2 separate regions of the Zea mays genome follow, and region 2 is linked to region 1. The links are chromatin contacts, called in public Hi-C maps. All regions are on one chromosome and are shown on one strand. Each heading gives the region's core, a stretch centred on a gene start, on an enhancer-like site or on the middle of the called end of the contact. The rest is flanking DNA. Distances are from core to core; before and after follow the strand shown.

Evidence for each region. Hi-C and Micro-C count contacts between places; a contact is called where the count stands out from the background.
Region 2: a Hi-C map of endosperm shows a contact between it and region 1, with 1.9 times the contacts expected there. The contact joins the promoter of LOC100382126 here to the promoter of LOC103629815 in region 1. A contact is called at or near these places in 3 of 25 Hi-C or Micro-C datasets (bundle sheath, endosperm and leaf).

The regions. Positions count from the first base shown.
Region 1 is chr6:114,775,018-114,781,999 of Zm-B73-REFERENCE-NAM-5.0, forward strand. LOC103629815 (ATP-dependent RNA helicase drs1) reads left to right here and starts at 2,564. Exons shown (of 2, transcript XM_008650916.4): 1 at 2,564-3,223; 2 at 3,856-4,582. The coding sequence starts at 2,644. The coding sequence ends at 4,325.
Region 2 is chr6:115,043,313-115,050,294 of Zm-B73-REFERENCE-NAM-5.0, forward strand. LOC100382126 reads right to left here and starts at 4,264. Exons shown (of 12, transcript NM_001174887.1): 1 at 3,691-4,264; 2 at 3,484-3,561; 3 at 3,266-3,373; 4 at 1,940-2,002; 5 at 1,689-1,850; 6 at 762-875; 7 at 601-663; 8 at 195-524; 9 at 1-116. The coding sequence starts at 3,795.

The DNA of each region.
Region 1 (6,982 bases), core at 1,314-3,813:
AGAGCGAGCAGCGTAGAGTGATCCTTTTTTACGACCCCAACTTGAAACGGTATATTATGAAGAGCGACAGTATAGAGCGACCTGTTTTCACAAATTCCTCTCGGTCGAGTTATTTGAGTTTGTAATACTCTCGTCGCGTGGCTTCGCCACTATAATACTCCGCAGCTGCGCATCGCCAAATTGGTATTATGCAGCACACATCCGCGCCATATTGGGACAGTTATTCTCCCACACTCTGTTACCGTGTGTTTACTTGCGGTTGATGAAGTTTGTGGGCACCTTCGTACTAATCTACCCCTAGCCGTTTGAGTCTAGTCTCTACTGCGACTACTCCTCTATTGCCCACGCCGCCGACTGCCTTAAGGCCGGCGTCCGCCACCAGGTTCCAGCGCCGTGGTTTGCCAACAGCTGGCCGCGCCGCCGTCTGCCAGCAGGAGCCCGTGACCCCGTCTGCGACCAGGAGCCCGTGACCCCGTCTTCCAGCAGCAGGTCCCCGCGCCGCCGTCTACAACCATCGTCTGCAACCATCGTCTGCAACCTCGTCTGCAACTGCATGGAGGTAGAAAACCGTGCCCAGTCCCCGGATTCATCTCCCGGCGATGAAAGTGAGCCACCCCATCCTTCCCTCCCCACGATTTCTCCTGTGCAAAGGCAGGATCTACCTGTTAGGAGCTCGGATTTGTCGGATCCCCAAGATTTTCTGTTAGGGGATGAACATAGAATGGAGGTTTGCTTCTAATATCCAGCAGTTTATTGTTCAGCAGTGTATTGTCTGATGTACCTGCGCCGAGAACTTCATAGATGTCTTATCCCGGTTTCAGGTTTTAGAAATTGATTGGGGGGCAATACAGATTGATGACAGATGGGAGGAAGAAGGCGAACAAGAGACTGCCTCTGAGTCAGTGATGTATGATCGGTTAGGATTGTTAGCAGAAAATGAACGTGAAACTACGGAAAGGCAAGATGCTTTTACCCCATTTGGTGTTCGCCGAAGCGATGAATTTGATGATGAAACGGGTGCATTGCCCTGCACTGATTGCATACCGCAAGAAAGGGTATTTGTTTGCAACAGATCTAATCCAATAATGAACATTGGTAGTCTGTACAAGGATATGAAATAATTCAGACTGGCTATCAGACAGTATACAATTAATAATGAGTTTGAGTTAGGAATTGAGTCAAGCTCACCGTTCAGATATCGAGCATATTGCAAAGGAGGTGATTGTCCATGGAGAATCAATGCAATGCTACAAAATGCGGGGTCTCCGACAATCGTTGTGAGTAATGTTTTAGCACACATGCACTTCTAGTGATAAATAGGGAAGCTGACAATGATACATTTTTTTGTGCAGGTTACAGTTATCGTGGATCAGCACACATGCACTTCTAGTGGTCGTCGAAAGACAACAACACCCACCAGCTCATGGGTTGCATCGCTAGCATTGTCAATCTCTTCAGAATTGACATCATCCAGTGCCCATTCCCCACCACCCATATCTTCATCTTCAGCAAATTGGTTGTTGAAACACTCAGATAATGGTGGTGACGGACCAGCTTCGAGATCTTCTAAACGTTGTGCTTCGTCCTCAAGTGACTGAGCAAGCTCATACACGCGCCACATTGCAAAGTTCACTGACACCTCTTTGGCCATGTCTGGCGAAGCCATAATCTCATCTTCGGCCAAATCTTTCAACTCCTTTCCAACTGCAAGCATCTTTGCAATGGCCTGAGCGAGGTCACTACGAACTGTTTCAAATCGGGTTATCTGCGAAACCACAAAGAATGTTGTTGGAATTGTTCCGAGCTTTGTTACTCGTATTGAACATAGTACAACCGTATAATAGGTGGAAGGGCTGCCTTACCGACACTGAACGAGGTGCCGAGCACTGGTTGACGACACAAGTGGTCTGCTGCTGGGGAGTGAATGGCACTACTATGTGGCTGCCGCGGCGGGGGTTTGCTGCTTGACGACAGAAGCTTACAGGGGTCTGCTGCTGGTGAGTTTCCTGAGTGTACCACGTACCTGAGGTGGCCGCGCAGATGAGGTCCTTGCTGGGGGAGTGCTCCTTGCCGCAACTGTCGCCTGTACGCTTGGCAACGATTGACACGGACAATCGACTGAAGGCGGAAGCCACTTCGGCCTCACTGTCGACCTCGACATCGACAACCAGCCGTTTCTTCCCTCTCGTCGGAGTCGCCATCGTTTGAAGAGGAGTACTCACCCGCGGTTCTGCACACACGCACTTGAATAAGCAGCAGTAGCGATGGAGCAAGCAAGTACGCAAGTAAGTAGAAGGGAAACTACCACTGCTGATCTACCTTCTGAGTTTCTTCCCTCTCGTCGGAGGAACAGAGGAGTACTCGGAACAGAGAGGTGGCGCCGTGGAATGGAAGAGCCGGAAGGGAAAGACGCGTTAGGTTTTCACCTACGTCGTGGTTAAAGCAGGGATAAACTTGACTTTTACCACAGCTTATGGACGGTAACAAAGAATAACAGTCTTAATATGGTGTGGATATGTGCTGCATAATACCAAATTGGTAATGCGCAGCTGGCGAGTATTATAGTGGCGAAGCCACACGCGACTAGAGTATTACACACTCAAATAACTCCTCTCCCTCTGGCCTCCCCGGGCTCTCCGCGCCATGGACCTGGAGCTCGAAGCCGCGGGCAGCGGCGGAAACGGAACAAGAGCGGTGTCCCTCTCCGTTGACTCCCCGACGGCCGAACTAGGCCGCGGGGACCTGGGCGGCAGCGGCGGACCCTCTCAGGACCGCACCGTCTCGCGCCGCCACGTGTCCCTCCGCCTTCTCGGTGTCGGCGACGGGATCGCATTCGAGGTCGTGGGCAGGAACCCCGTCGTCGTCCGCTCCCCTGACGGCGGAGGCGGAGGCGGAAGTGGAACCAGCAGGGTGTTCCGCCGCGGGGAGAAGGGCGAGCTCCGCGCCGGGGACGCGCTGTCGCTGTCGCTCAAGGCTCCTGCGTTCTGGGCGGTGCGGGCGAGGGAGGGGAACGGCGACGGGGACGCGGATGTGGACGTGGAACCCGCCGTGCTTGATGCGGTGGCGAGGCGGGAGAGGCGTACGCGGGAGCGGAAGGAGAGGGAGAGGGAGAGGCGTGTTGCGGAGGAGACCATGGAGGTCACCGAAGAGGAAGAAGGGGCAGCCGTGGACTCTGATGTGGAGGGTTTCGACATTGATTTAGCAGCCATAGATCCAGTTCGAGGTGACCTTCTGTTCTTTTCTGCATTTCCGGGAAGGGTGAAAATGACAATTTTCCACATTCCACTGCAAAGTTGAATTCTACTATTTGCATAGCTTTTTTAGCAATATTTGACTAAGTATGAATTGATACTGCGCTCAATGTAGGTCACATTGGAGTGTGTAGCTTCCAATGAACCGGGTTTCAGCTTTGCCCTCTGTGCTCTGCTTTTGTTAGCTGATGATAGATCCAGAATACTTGGGCTGTCTTGTCGATTTCTAAACTTGCGCTCATGTGGGGTGCAAGTGCAACAGCCAACAGGAATAGTGTTTACTCTTATTTGTTGGAAACCAATAGGCACACGATAGCGCTGAAGGATTCCATTCCTATACATATACATGATTTGCATGACCATCGGTGCACAAAACAAAAATATTTCATATGGTTAATTGTAGAACTCCGGTAATGGACTACTCACTACCAGTCAATGCTCCTCATTAGTATCTTACTTGAGCATTAGTAATTTTCTGGTGCGCTTATATTCCCTTGTTGGCTGTTGCTAGGAATAGGCATTACTGTTAAAATATGTTTCTGGCGTCTTCTTGTCTGCAATACGTTTCTGTTTAATTGAGCGGCAAATATGGTTTTCTATGCAGAATTTGGGTTCTTGTCGATGGGCCATGAATTCGACAGTTACCCGAAGGGAAGGATTCGTGCTCCAAAGGATTGGAATTGGTTCCTAGAGGAAGCAAAGAGGACCTCTGACGATGAAGCTAGCGGCAAGAGGAGATCTAGATCGAAAGTTCTGGGATGGAACAAGAAGAAGAAAGATGGAGAAGGCGAAGATGAAGACTGGACTGGTGAGAGTGAGGATGAAAAAGAGTCCACGGGAAGAGTTACCAGTGTGAAGAGACCAAAGTATGCGACAAGATCTAAAAGCTCAGAAAAATATAGTAGGGAAAACTCGAAGACTGGAAGTGGCAGAAGTATCGACGAAGATGACGGCACTGAGGATGAGCAAGATGAGACTCTGGGAGGTTTTTTAGTTAACGACGAGGATGACGAGCCTGCAGAAGAGCTGAGCGATGAAGAGGAGGAATTTGACGATGAGGAAGATGATGATTGATAACCACGTCAAAAAAGAACCTTCTCAGTGATGAACTGATACTGACAAGTGACAAGCAGTATGTTTATATTCCTTTGAACTTGTGTAAAAACAATGTGTGGCAACTGTGTTAGTGTTGTTAATTCTGAAAAATGACGTTTTTGTATATCTGCATTGCTTATCTCAGCAGTGAACCGAATTTTCGCTCAGCTGTGCTGCCATGCTGCGACATGGGCCACGAACGAGCCTGCATGAAAGCAATCCGTTTCCGTTTGAAATCAGTCTTTGCACTATCAACGACAGGCCAACACTGGTGGTTGTTTTCACCAGAAGTAGGTGTAATAAATCATATGAATATTTTTTCGACCAACCGAACAAAGCTTCAGTATCCATATGAATTATACCATTCCTGAGTTAGAAGATTTAGTATCAGCATGGCTTTTTTCACATATACGTGTGTATCATTATATTAAAAAGAAGAATAAAAGAGGTCTAAAGAAACTTCATACAACTGCACTCCACACCAAACCTGAATACATAGGAAGGGGTCTAATAAAACCTAGACAACAACACATGACCCTACAAGACCTGATCTGATTACATAGAAAAGAAAACTAGACCCTTACCAATTGGACCCAAAGGAAATCACTCATTGGACTATTGGAGCGTTAGGATGTTAGCCACACAACGGGCTCCAGCTAAAGTCCAAAGTAATCTCATCCTTGACTGAATTGAGGACCTCAATTATGCTAGGATTAATGCCATTGAAAACACAGTGATTGCGGTGTTTCCAAATGGCCCAAGCTCACAAAATGATTATGAAATTAAGTCCTTTTAGCATTGATCCAGCAATCTCCTTGTCCCACCATTCATCAAAGGAGCTGTTGCAATGGGAGGAGAGGTGCTGCAGGCCAAAAATCCTGAGGTGCTGAACCATGCTTGCTGGGAGAAAACACAAGAGACAAGCAGATGATTCAGTGTCTCCTCTTGATGACACAACGGACATTTATGTGGATGAGGCAAGCCTTTTTTTGCAAGTCGGCCTGCAGTCCAACATCTGCCATGCGCCACAAGCCACATGAAAATTTGCATTTTCCTAGAGCCCAGCTCTTCCATATCCTCTCCCACCGTCTGAACTGTGTTGATCCAATAAATAGTTCCTCATATGTCGATTGGCGGAGTATACTTTAGAATTGAAGAGCTGCCAAACATGATTGTATTCTTGTTCAGGATATAGGGACCAATCTTCAAGAATGTCCTGAACCTTTAAAATTCTGCCAGAACTGTTACTGTAACAGCTCCTCTTATGTTATGTACCCATTGCCTGCCTGATAGAGCATCAAACACAATATTTTTTGGCCTTTGCAGAGATCAACCAGAATAAGTGAGGTGCTATTTGCTGCATATTTTGGCCATGTATCCACTTATCCATCCAAAACAGAGTATTCTTTCCATTCCCCACTTCTGAGATGGTTGCCATTGAGAAAAAAAGGCTTGGATAGATGGATGCACTTGGAATTTGAAGGATGCCCACAACCTATTCTGGTATGTCCTTTGAAGCCACAACCAACGTAATCTAAGGGCCCAATTCATCTGCTGTAAACTAGATGATGGAATAAGTCTTGAACATCTAGAGGACAGCAGTCGCTTTTGACTGTCCTCTGTAGTCCTTTAGCATCTAGAGGACAACTTGACTGTCCTCTGTAGTCTCTTTAGCATCTAGAGGACAGCAGTCGCTTTTTGACTGTCCTCTGTAGTCCCTTTAGCATCTAGAGGACAACAGTCACTTTTGACTGTCCTCTGTAGTCCCTTTAGCATCTAGAGGACAACAGTCGCTTTTGACTGTCCTCTGTAGTCATTTAGCATCTAGAGGACAGCTTGACTGTCCTCTGTAGTCTCTTTAGCATCTAGAGGACAGCAGTCGCTTTTTGACTGTCCTCTGTAGACTCTTTAGCATCTAGAGGACAATCCTGTTGTGTAGTGTGTGTGAGAAGGTGTTATAGTGCAGCCTCTAGGGCTATAAATATAGGTCTCTAACCCTTAGATGGGTATGACATTGTGTAGTGCTTGAGGAAATAAACAGAAAAATTGTTCCAACTCACTGTCCTCTGTAGTCCTTTAGCATCTAGAGGACAGCTTGACTGTCCTCTGTAGTCTCTTTAGCATCTAGAGGACAACAGTCGCTTTTTGATTGTCCTATGTAGTCTCTTTAGCATCTAGAGGACAATCCTGTTGTATAGTGTGTGTGAGAAGGTGTGGTAGTGCAGCCTCTAGGGCTATAAATATGGGTCTCCAACCCTTAGATGAGTATGACATTGTGTAGTGTTTGAGGAAATAAACAGAAAAATTGCCCCAACTCATAGTGTCGTCCTCTTGATGAGAGTTAGAGTCCCTCTACTTACAATTGGTATCAGAGCCAAACTATCATGCAGCCTAAACATCTCTTGCTCATCTCCTTCCTGTGCCTCTCCCCACACTCAGTCGACAGGAAGAGCTCCAACTGTTCCTTCCTCTCCTGCTCAGACGAGCAACCTTTCGTCTGAGACAGCCTCTTCCACACGCAGCGACCCCTCACTAGCCCACCATGTCCCTACGCTCGGTCACTTCGAGTGCGCGGCGCCAGCAGGAAGCCGAGGTCGCCGCGGCACAAGAACGAGAGCGAGCAGCAGCAGCGGCTG
Region 2 (6,982 bases), core at 3,014-5,513, 270 kb after region 1:
CTAAGGTCTTCATCATCCTCAGCAATGATGTCAACCTGTAGATAATTCTTGTATGCTTCAAAAAATTGAAAAGGCTCAAACAGAGCAGGCCAGCTGGTCTTATTCATTTCAATTTCCTGAACCAGAGAGCATACAATACATGGTCAGGGTAAGTATTTATGAAATAGTAACTTCAATGGTGCAACAAAGATTACCTGGCAAATTCTATTACCAAACTGGAATTGTTCCAACATAACCCTCAGTGTGCTTGTGGAAACATTATAGCTTGAATTCATGCATGGGTACGCAGGGGTTATAATAGGCATATGATGACATCTATCTCGAGGATTTTTGCGTGGATCCCAAACAGGGAAACCAAGTTCTTCCTCTTCTATAGAACAAAGCATAACCGGGTTTGGCCACTGCCATTGTGTAAAAACTCTAAAAAACCGTGAGACCAGCATACTTGGCACAGCATTGGGATAGAGCTGGCAGACACGCGCAACCAGTAAAGCCCAGTTGACACCACCAAGAAAGCCAGTAACCTGGCAAAACAAATGATTGGATATCATAAAAAGTTGAAGAGGAAGTTAGCCAAGCGTACTTGTAGCAAAAACTTACATTAGAGTAAACACCTCTCCTTTTTGCCCAGTACTTCAAACATCTTAATGCCGTGCGAAAATTCTGTAAGAAAATACGCATAGAATTAAAACGTTCAGATACTGTAGAGGAAACAGACAGTTGAGAAAACAAAACATGTGTATCTGATTCCTCAAGTCAACCTCAAAATTTGGAACAAGTCTAATGATTTGGTCTGCTACTCTGCACCCATTAAGACTACGGACAGTAGCTTCATCAACATCATAAAGCACTGATCCTTGGGAGATATCCAAGTCCTGCAGTAGCACGTTAACTAGATATGTATCTCTCGGAATAAAATGGCATAATACGGCATGATGCAGGACAAACATGTAAACCTTTATGCATACATTTAAGGACACAACAAAGAAACTAAAGATTTGGCAAAATCAACAGCAGAGGGAATTCTGCATTGATGTTTGTAAAATTAACCTGTTTGTCCTAATGAATCAAGGCTGATGGTGAAGAACTTGTATACAAATGCATCTCAAAGTCACAAAAATAGTATTGCAAAAAACGAAGTTCAGGAATATCTAGAATGAAAAGTTCCCACTAGATACCTCACTACAGCAGAGAAACAAAAGACAGTGCAACCAGGGGTAACAGAACGATAAATGTATACCATGATGACTACAAAATAGATAGATAGAAGGCATTCTAACAAACTTTAAAAGATAGCAACAAAATCAGATTTTTACCAGGATACAAGTAATTTGCAATTTAAAACTGAAGCGAAAGGAAGACTGATTTGATATGGCAAGCACAGGCCTGTACGATGGAACCTCTGACATTCTACCCATGCTATAAACACAACCAACACACCTAGTGAGTCATAGGAATTCCTCACCAAATGCATTGTTCTAAAGTAGGAACGACGCCTGTAGACATAACAAAACACTGCCATGTACCATGTTTTATACAAAGGGATGTATTCTGTGTCACACTAAAAGAACAGCTGAAAATAAAAATCTTTATGATACTACAAGTTCAAACACCTCATGAAATAAGCTGTCGAAGTTGAACAGTTAAACAATTGATTAAATGGGCAAAACATCTAGTAAGAAACTTACAGCTGGTACTACTAAGAGGGAGACACTGGCATAAAGAAGGTCAATAGATATTCCATGGAACTTGAATTTCATAACAGGGACATGTGCATCAGGTACAGGCTGCAGCTCGGTCACATCCTCTGTTTGTGCTAATATCCCATGCAGTACAATAAAAAAATCTTCCTGCCAACAAATCATATGTTAGTAAAGTCCTGTCTCTAATACATAAACCACCACACCGATTGTGTAACATAACAGAACAAAAAAATCACCTCACGGTTCACATATGAAGGTCCAACACAGAGGGTATCAATATCAGCTCCAGGTCCATGAACCTACAAAGGTGAAATACAAATAAAAAACAAATTATTATGTGAAATAAGTACTAAGAATTTTTTTCACAAAGCAGGATTACAGAAAAAAATGTTCAGGCCCACGTAATTTATATATTTTCTACAGACAAAGCCTTGTAATCAGAAAAAAGGGCAGACCCAATGCCAGAGGAAGGGATAAACCGACGTTGCAAATACAGAAAGGCTGCTTCAAATCCGTAACCTGGTGACACAGTGGGACAGCTCTCACCACTACACCAAGCCTGCCCTTCTAGCCTTGTGATGAGAAGCATCATGAAAATCCAAATATCAAATTACAATACAATCCTGATTTTATACAGAGCTAGTCCGATGACCTAATCCTGTTTCTACACACCTATAAAATCCCAAAAGATGTGTTTGTGTGGCCTAATACTTGTTAGAATCACAAGGTCACACCAGAACTTTAAATCACCTATTACTGGCTATAGAAGCTGTTACCAGCAATTAATGGTTTGTTACCACTTGTCACTATGTATCTGACAGCAGCATGACTACGTCCAAAAGATTCAGCTTGGATCCAGTTTCTAATTGACAGCAATGTGACACAACAGAGTGATATGAAATATGGTCATCAAGGTATCTATACAAACCAGGCTAGCGGCCACCAGATATGAGCATGACCATTAAACTCGAACTATGGCCAATGATGAATGAGGAACATTGTTGTGCAAGAACCGAACATGCCTCATCTCAACCACATTTCCCTATGGAATGCATATTCTGAATTTATACGTTGGCTTAACAAGGACAATGTTTAGGTCTTCAGAAACTCAAATTTATTCTCAACCAGCACATGCTTCATATCACAAGGTAGCATGACAAGTTGCAGAACTTCATGTTAAGTTGGATACTTGTCGGCAAATTTACTTTTTTAAAAATGTGACTCTTATCTCATTAAATTGCGTTCTCAAAAGAGCAGGTTTGGATAAATGCCATCACTCCTACACCACATAAATCCCACTTCCCAACATTTAGACTGTTTCCATATCAGTTGTAACTTGCAACTAGTCCTCAAGTACAAGAAATTCCATTGTTGTGTTTTAATAGGGCACGGACACTGTTAAAGGAGCATCAAATCAAAACTATATAGAAACACAATTCAAAAGTACAAAGACTATATAAAGTGTACACATCAGTCCATCACGATTCCACTAATGGATGAACAAAAGATGGGTGACAGAGCAAAAGAGGTGCAGCCAGTAAGAGGGAAGTGGTAAAAATTACCCCAAGACGGTATGAGCCAAAGGTGAAGAGTACAGCATTTGCCTCTTCAACCATTTGATCAGTGTATCCTCTCTGACTAGTCAATTGTTTTACCCAGTCTTTTACAATCTGCAAATGCCCAAAGAACATGCTTAGGGAAGGATAGTGATGTGTTGAGCAAAGTGACAACCATGGGCATGTTGTGCATTAAGAACACGTGTGGCAACAAGGAAAGCTACCTGGTCAAGCTTCCCCAGCACCTCCTCCCGCCTAGCAGATTCGTCAGGGCTCTCATAGAGACCCGACTCGAGCAAGAACTGCGAATCAACAACATAAAAACTGTAGCTGTAACAGATACTACAATATCAATCTGAGACAGAATGTGAAATCGTCAGGCGCAGAATTGAGACAATACTTGTGGGCATGAAACTGAATCAATTACAAACCTTCTCTAGCTCCTCCGTCCTCTGGAGGTCGGCCTCCACCGGTCCGAGCAACGACAACGGCTTGGTTATTCCATACTGCTTCGGGGCATCAGAGCCGCTGGCCATGGAGCCAACGACAGAAGAACACAAAACCCTCCTCCGGGACGCGGCAAATAAACGAGCCCCCAACACGAGGCCGCCCTGACGGAACAGAATAGCGTAACTAGCGCGGATCGGCCGCCGGAAACCCTGGGAAAATCCCGGTAACTCGCAGCCGCGCCGCCACAAAATCACAGCTTTTATGCGGAGATCGAGCGAGGCACGACCTCTCCCCGGGATCAACACCGCCCGAGTCCGAAATTTCCCAGACAACCTGCCCGGACTGCGCCGCCGGGACGGGTCGGATCAGATCAGGCCGGACTAGCCGCGGCCGGAGAGGACCATCCAATCCAGATCTCCCTCCCCCGCGCGGATCCGGAGATCCGCCGCCCGCGTAGGCGGGGAAGAGAGATACGGAGGTGGCGCGTCGGCGGGGTGGGCCGTAGGGCGGCGGCGGGGGGAGGGCAGCAGGAGAGAGGGACGGCGAATAGGTAAGGGGAAGGTCGTAGAGAGAGAAAAGGTAGCGCGTGCGTTCTGTGGGCTATCCGTCCGTCTATTTCTTCCCAGGAGGACAGTGAAGGTAGGGAAAATATGAGAGGGGTTAATCGGATATTTGGTCGTAGAGAGAGAAACGGAGTGTTCGTTGTGTATATGATCATTTTCCTTGAGATGTGATATAATAATATCTTTTTTTCGGTTAACGCGGAGTCGCACAGAAGGGGCCGGCCCGTGTTATCCGTTGGCGCCGCGGCATGGGCGACGCGGAGGAGCAGAGAAACGCGCCGGAATTGGCGCGGATGGCGAGGCTGTGTGGAAGTAGGGATGGCAGTTAGACCGTGGGTACGAATACCCGATCAATATGGATATCAGTAAAAAAAATATCCACGCGTCCTTTCGGATCGGATATCGAAATACATTGGATAGTGTACGAGTATAATATTTTACCCGTAGTATCCAGTGGATACTCGAGATATCAATTCTTAAATGGGCTATATTTACTAAAATTTAAAGCCCATGAAAAGATGGAGCCAAAAAACCATAACTCTCACCCGACCACACTATCTCTAATTCCATTCATCTCCTGTCCTCTCGAGTACCAGCTCTATATTTGAGCAACCTCACCGTACCACCGCACCCTGCCCCGCCCATGATTCGACATTGTGCGAGTGTGCAACCACGTCGTCCAGCCCCGCCGAGGATCTACATGCGTCACCCTGCGCCCCAGCCCGCCCAAGCTTCCTCCGACTCCGGCGTCTCGATCGATCTCCAGCGTCTCGCGCTCGATCTTCGGCTACCCGTGACCCTGACTGCGCCCTCCGATGATCCTTCCAACTTCCCTCAGTGTCCCTTTTTCTTCAAGTTTCCTCCGATTAGTCAAATATTGTCTTTCTCAGTGTTGCATAGTTGATTAGATGAAAACTTAATTATTTTAACATTTATTATAACAATAATTAAATGTTATGTAGTCTAAAAAACATATCCACCGGATATCCGATACCCGACGGTACCCGGTGGGTACGGATACAGGTACAGTTTCTCGTCCGATTGGCTTGGTGGATATGGATATTTGTAGAAGACTCGGGGGACAACATCGGGTCAGGTATTACTATACCCAAACATAATCCGACCTGCTGCCATCCCTAGGTGGAAGGGTAGGTAAAGTCCGGGCATGAGTAGTGGGCGTTCAACTTTGGTCGATATGGTCATATGGACTATCCTGGCGCCAGTGTACCAGAACGAAGTCGTACGGTAAGAGATCATCAAGTGACTCTCCATTTTTTACTCTTTATTTCACTCTTTATTTATCTCTCCATAAAAATTACATTTTAAATAGCATCTAATCCCAACATATCCTCTATTTCTCATTCTCTAACTACATTCTCCACACAACGACATGTGGGGTACACATCATCCCACACTTGGCAAGTCAGCTAGCCAAATTTGACTAAAGAGGGATCCAATTCTCATTCTCTAACTACATTCTCCACACACCGACATGTGGGGTACACATCATCCCACACTTGGCAAGTCAGCTAGCCAAATTTGACTAAAGAGGGATCCAATTTAGAGAGTCGGATGGTTAGTATGTTATTAGAAAGTTATTTTGGTGTTAAGTAGCCAAAATTTAACTTGACGAGCTATTTAACTAGTCTCTTGGAAATGCTCTAATGGGTGTTCTGTTTTTGTAGTTTTTTTTACCGGGAACAGATCGAGTTCATAATAGTCGGAAATGAAAACGGGGCAAAATGAACAAGTATACAAAAACAAAGGGAATATTAAGTGAAAAAACATATTTTAATATATATACCTCTTTTACTATATAATATCACCACCGTCATCAACTCTTGCAAAAAAACTTATATTTCTTCGTAATCAACCATGGTCCAAGACCTTGTGAGCCTAGGCCCGGCCAACCAACAACCCAGTCGGGAAACCCTAGCCATGCTCCCCATCTCCATAAGTCCCCCCCACGCTTCCTCTTGGTCCCAACTCCCCACTCCAGCTTCTGGTGCTCCCAGCCTTGGGCCTCTCCGCCGCATCCGCCGATACACTATGACACTCACGTCCTCGGGCCTTTTGTATCGCGTCTCAGTTGTCGTCCGAAACTGAGAGCACCTAGAGGGGGGTGAATAAGTGATCCTGTAAAAACTTGAAACTTAAAGCCACAAAGTTGATTAAGTGTTAGTACAATGAAATCAAGTGGCTAAAGAGAGCTCTTGTGAACCACAATTGACACAGTGAGAACAAGCACAAGAGACACAAGGATTTATCCCGTGGTTCGGCCAAGTACAATACTTGCCTAGTCCACGTTGTGGCGTCCCAATGGATGAGAGTTGCACTCAACTCCTTTCAAGTAATCCAATGATCAACTTGAATACCACGATGTTCTTCTTTCTTTACTCTTTCCCGTATGCGAGGAATCTCCACAACTTGGAGCCTCTCGCCCTTACAATGAGATGATCACAAAGAAGCACAAATGTAAGAATGGGAAGAGCAACACACACAAGCCTCAAAGCACGAACACAAACACGCACACAAGTCACAGCTTGAGCTCTAAGATCACACACGGAGTTCTCAACTCAAGAGGAGCTCAAATTGCTATCACAACGAATCAAATGTTCTAGAGAGATGTCTTGGTGCTAAGAGATGATCAAATAATGCTTGGTATTCTCCTTCATGCGCCTAGGGGTCCCTTTTATAGCCCCAAGGCATC